Linked DNA regions of Oryctolagus cuniculus: region 1 is linked to region 2. A link is a contact called in public Micro-C data. All regions are on one chromosome and are shown on one strand. Each heading gives the region's core, a stretch centred on a gene start, on an enhancer-like site or on the middle of the called end of the contact. The rest is flanking DNA. Distances are from core to core; before and after follow the strand shown. Region 1 overlaps AGXT2 (alanine--glyoxylate aminotransferase 2). Region 2 holds the start of RAD1 (RAD1 checkpoint DNA exonuclease).

Region 1 (2,700 bases), core at 188-2,687, 97 kb before region 2:
GGCCAGCAGCAGCAACACCACTCAGCGCTCCTAGGAGGAGGGTTGGGGTAGCTCTCAGCACAGGCATTTGAAAAATAGATGCCTGAACATTGCCCCAACTACTCTAGCTTGATTGGCCTCGCTGGAGACCCAAACATATGCATTTTAAAAGGCATCCAACCAACACAGACACAGCCAAATTTGAAAGGGCTAAGTCAGAGGGAGGCATTTGTATTCACAGGCTGAGAAGACAAGAGACAACACAGAGAGCGCACAGGTCACAGCCCCGTGTCAGCAGGGGTGGTGGCGTGTCTGAACCCCCAGACTCGGGACAGCCTCAGATGCTCGGGGATCGGATGTTCCTTCTTGGCTCCTAACCCTGGGGAGCAGAGTCTTAGGAGAGAAACAGCAAAAAAAAAAAAATTCCCGGAGCAGGGAAGATGGGGACAAACTGGCCACACCCCAGTGATGATTGCCCAGACATGCAGTGGCCCTGGGAAAGCTTGGACCATGTGTGCCCTTGTGCAAGTTCTGAGCCACTTCCTGGACTTTGAGATGAGCTTTTCACACAAGCTGAACAAAGTGAAGAGTTGAAAAAAATTTGCACATAAATAAAACAGACTGGAAATTCAACTAATACGGAACCAAACTCCCAAAGTAGCCATTAGCAAAGCCAAGATTCATTGGCTGCCTATGTGACACTCCAGTTTGTCTTTAGACATTTGGGGTAAATGGAGATTAAGGACACACATTTTAATAATACTCTCCAAAAATCTGGCCCTACAGTTAACAGCTTTATTTAATTAGGGGGTAGGGAAGGGGGTGGACAGAAAAGGGTATTGATTGCTTGAGGTTTCTTTTCTTCTCTCTCGGCAATAATGCCTGCAGCCATGCAAACACCAAATAGAAAACATTTTCAAAAATGTATTCACAGATGAGCCGCCAGCCTCTTCCCATTGAAGAAATAAATCAAATCCATGAGGACTGCAAAAACATGGGGCTCCTCGTTGGCAGAGGAGGCATTTTTTCACAGGTAAGAGAAAGGCTGGACTTTAGATACACATCTCCCTGATGCCCCAACGCTGATGGGGGTTTTTCCCACTGTGCTGGGGACCTGGCTGCACCTCTTAACACTCAGGTGTTCTAAAGAAGGGAGCAGTGACGCCTTATGGCCACGAGGTGGCACTGTGGTAAATGGTTTGATTTTTTCTGCTCAGTGAGAGAAAGGCAGCGCCACACACCAGCGTTGCTCCAGCAGGGGTTATAAGGGTCTTAAACAGCCAAGCAAGAAATAAGATTGTCTGGTGTATGGATTAATTCTAGCCACTGTTAAAGCAATGCTAGATGTCCTTAACTAGCTCTGGGCTCCCACTTGGAGACTGTGTGAAGTCTTTTTCGCCCCTACGGCAGGGAACCACCTACCAGCCCTGAGCCCACCCGGGTGACCCCTGCAAAGAAGTTGGGGGACCACTCTGGGCCAGGTCACTAGGGCAGAACTCAAGGCGGGAGATGCGGAGGCAGAGCTGCTGCCTGCCTACTTCCAGGGAAAGCCGAGCTTCGCTTCTTGGCCAGGGCCCTGAGCTCTGTGCTGTGCGTGAGGTGCTGTTGCGGGACGTGCCCTGACCTGACCCTACAGCCTTGGCACCAGCAGGCCCCTCACCAGGGGTGGCGCCCCGGCAGAGGTGGAAGTGTGAGGGTAACTTCTCATCCCCCCATTATCCTTCCCATTTGTAAAACATCCTAAGCACACAGTAATTGCACGTTTTATGGGGTGCAGTGAGATGTTTTGACATTGTACGCTGTGTAATGTTCAAATCGCTTGAAAAAGCATTTGTAGCTCCTGCAGCACTGATCATGACACGATGGTGAGAACATGGAAATCCCTTCTAGTAGCTCTTGTAAATAAATAGACGCCACCTTTTCCTTGTCTGTAGTCACAGCGAGCAGCGGGACTGGAACTCGTGTTTCTTTCTCATTGGAAACATTTCCGCTTCCCAGTTTCCTGCACCTTCCTGCCTCACGATTTCCATGAACCCTGAAATCGTCTCACTGTTTCCTCCTTCTCGGAGCTGTCCTGCAAGATCTCTGTGTAAATCCATGAATATTTTCCTGTATAAATCAGGCAGCATAACGTAGTGAATAAAATCCCCCACACATACGAGATACGGAGAGAGAAAGCAGCTAGCTACTTGCCTAGCGATTCCTTCGTTATTTGGTGAACATATCTTTGGTATGAAGCAGCAAGTGATGAGCCAGGAACTGAAGCTCCCATGATAGATAAGATCCAGTCCCTCCTTTCACGGATCTGGTGGGGAACAAAGACCCGTAAACCAAAAACTGTGACGTCATGGTGTGAACTCAGCTATAAATGAAAAAATGGGTGCTGCGGGAGAGAGAATGCATTCCAAGGTCAGCCTTTCTGCTCAACACAGCCTTAACCAATGCTATAACCAGAGCATTCCCGGGTTCATGATAGAGGGCAGAGGGTCACATACAGAGTAGTGTGGCTGCAGCCTACGGCCCGGGACAGTGAGAGGGTTTAGGAAGCAGTTCGAAACACTTTGCCTATATTGGTCCATATACTGCTACAACAAACCTATGAAATAAGTACTATGATGAGAGTACTTGCAAAAGATCATGGAAAAAGCATTCAAAGATAATTCTGAAATTCATACACAGTTTTTTCATTATACACATTTTCCATGACTTTTTGGAAGGCTG
Region 2 (2,700 bases), core at 89-2,588:
CAAAGGCCTCATCCCACGAACAACTTTCCAAAGGTTCCCAAGGCGAGCTTCAGGGTTCCCAAATGACACTGGCCGACCACGGCAGTACAGACCGAAACAACTTCGCAAAAACACACCCTCCAAAAGAGGTAGAAAAGAACAAGGAAAAGCCTATGGAAACACCTGAGCTGAGTTCTCCCCTACGCCGGGTAAGGAGGGTTCCAAAGCCCACCGCCTAAACGAGGACGGCGGCGCGTACGAGTTAGGTGCACACATCATGCACAAACCGTCCAAGAGCACTGCTGGGAACGGGTTCCCCCAACACCCCAGCTACTCCGAAAGGAAGAGAGATTTAGGGAGTCCCGGGGAAGGCGCGTGGAGCCGCCGCCGCCGGCGTAGCGGTAACCGCTTCTACCTTGCACACGGGGCCGGGGATACGGTCTCTGTTTTCTTCCTCCACCTCTTCTGTCGTGACGCCACTCTTTGCCTGCGGCCCGGCATCTCTGTCGTCTTTTTTCGGCTTCTTCGCCTGCACCGGCAACCCTCCACGCCGCTTCCTCTTGGTGGCCGCCATCTTGCCTCGACACCACTACTGGCTTTTCTTCCGGTTCCCCCCACTCCACCGCTCGCTCCACTTCCGGTCTCTATGGTACCGCACGCGCTCCTCTATGGCCCCTCCGTGGCTCTCTGGCGCTTACTTCCGGTCTCGATGATACCGCTCGCTCTCCTCTATGGCTCTTCCGCGACTCTCTGGCGCTTACTTCCGATCTCGGTGGTGCCGCCGTGCGACTCTCTAGGCCTCCTCCAGCTCTGTGGTGACGGTGGCCGAAGCGGAGAGCTGGTCTGAAGATAGTGGCGGGAGCTGAGCCGCCCGCTCCGTGGTATTCCGGGAGCTGCAGCTCTCCTGCTCGGTGTCCAGGCTGGGCCGGGCTCTCGGGTGTCTGGCCCCCTCTACAAGGGTAGGATTTCCGGCGCTCGCGATCCCGGCCCTAGGAAGCGGGTGCTGTCCCGCGGGCAGCTGAACTGGTTGTCTCGGACTCTGGGAGAAACTCATAGGACCCGAGCGCCCCCACCCCGGTTGCCTGTCGGGTTGCAAGCCAGGTTGGTGGCGCGAGGTGGCCCGAGCGGATCCGGGGATAAGTGGCGTGACTGGCCCCCTAGTGCACCTCCTTTGTGGGTTGCGTGTTTTCGTTCTAAGCTACTTTCCCCGTGTTACCGTCCGCACTGGGAAGACAAGAATCCCCCGCAGGGTCACAGTTACAGTGGCGCCTCGCCTGGCCCCTTCCACGTTATCTCCGACCCCCGGCAGGTGCTCTGAGATCCTCGGGAGCGGGTGTGGGCCCCAGGTGCCAGGCAGGATGCCGCTGCTCACCCAGCGGATCCAGGACGAGAGTGTCCAGTACAGCCTAGTGGCCAGCCTGGACAACGTCAGGAACCTCTCCACGATCCTGAAAGCCATTCACTTCCGCGAGCACGCCACCTGCTTCGCTACTAAGAATGGAATCCGAGTCACAGTGGAAAATGCGAAGTGTGTGCAAGCCAACGCTTTCATCCAGGTACGCAACGGGCGCCTTCCAGCCCGAGAAAGGTCTCAGTAGACAAGTTAAGTCTGAAAACAGAATGGCGTTTAAGGTGTCTTCTCTCCTGGAAACATTCTTTCCCCATCTTAACAGAGATAATGGTGAATAATGATAATGATTGACGTTTAGAAAGCTAAACCCTAGGCTAGCCAGTCCTCTAGGTGTTCGGCTCATCTGATCCTCACGGTAGCCCCACACCTTCTGTTGCTCCCGTTTTACGTATGTGCAAACAGTTAATCGATTTGCCAGCAGTCCCAACAGTTGAGATAAGAACCCCAAATGTTTGTTTCCAGACTATATGCTCTTTAGTAGCTATTTCCCTTTTAGAAAAATGCTTTTCCTTCTTTTGGCTGTAATAGAGTCTTACACGGAAATATTTGTATGGTTCAGAAAAGATTTTGGATTCTGCTCATTTTTTTTTTTAAGATTTATTTATTTGAAAGTCAGAGTTACACAGAGAGAGGAGAGGTGGCGGGGGGGGGGGGGGGGGGTGTCTTCCATCCACTGGTTCACTCCCCAGATGGCCACAACGGCCGGAGCTGCGCCGATCCGAAGCCAGGAGCCAGGAGCTTACTCCCGGTCTCCCACGTAGCTGCAGGAGTGCAAGGACCTGGGCCATCTTCTACTGCTTTCCCAGGCCATAGCAGAGAGCTGGATCAGAAGCGGAGCAGCCAGGTCTCGAACCGGTGCCCATATGGGATGCCGGCGCTGCAGGCCAGGGCGTTAACCCACTTCGCCACAGCTCCAGCCCCTCAGTTTTGTTTTGTTTTGTTTTGAAACACCCGAGTTCACAGTTATGACCCCAGGCATGGAAGAATAAATAAGACTTGATTCTTCTCAAAGAAACTGAAAACTAGTATCACACAATGCATTGTTAGATTGTTTTCCAAATGACCTTAGCCATACTGATGGGCACAAAAAAGGACAGTTTTACATGCAAGAACGGAGAGAGGGGCGGCTTTGTGGTATGGAGATCCTGGCGCCCCATATCTGTGTTGTTTCACGGCCAGGCCGCTCCACTTCTGATCCAGCTCCCTACTAATGGCCTGGGAAAGCACAAAGGTGGCCCAAGTGCTTGGGCCCCTGCCACCCACACAGGAAACTAGGAAGAAGCTCCTGGCCCCTGTCCCTGGCTTGGTTC

Evidence for each region. A called contact is a pair of places that touch in the nucleus more often than the background predicts.
Region 1: a Micro-C map of ear pinna shows a contact between it and region 2, with 4 times the contacts expected there. The contact joins the enhancer-like site here to the promoter of RAD1 in region 2. A contact is called at or near these places in 4 of 6 Hi-C or Micro-C datasets (ear pinna, embryonic fibroblasts, skin fibroblasts and 1 more).

What each region holds. Positions count from the first base shown.
Region 1 is chr14:60,673,713-60,676,412 of mOryCun1.1, reverse strand. AGXT2 (alanine--glyoxylate aminotransferase 2) reads left to right here. Exons shown (of 14, transcript XM_008262107.4): 13 at 914-1,012. Among named protein-coding and RNA genes, the nearest start is that of AGXT2, 40 kb to the left of the region's middle. Within about 2 kb of position 1,437, at least 1 of the 8 cell types and tissues checked has an H3K27ac peak or open chromatin away from gene starts, as enhancers often do. A contact at or near this core is called in ear pinna, where this site is marked.
Region 2 is chr14:60,576,335-60,579,034 of mOryCun1.1, reverse strand. RAD1 (RAD1 checkpoint DNA exonuclease) reads left to right here and starts at 1,338. Exons shown (of 5, transcript XM_002714103.5): 1 at 1,338-1,535. The coding sequence starts at 1,338. It overlaps BRIX1 (biogenesis of ribosomes BRX1), which reads right to left and starts at 589. Exons shown (of 10, transcript XM_002714131.5): 1 at 395-589. The coding sequence starts at 553.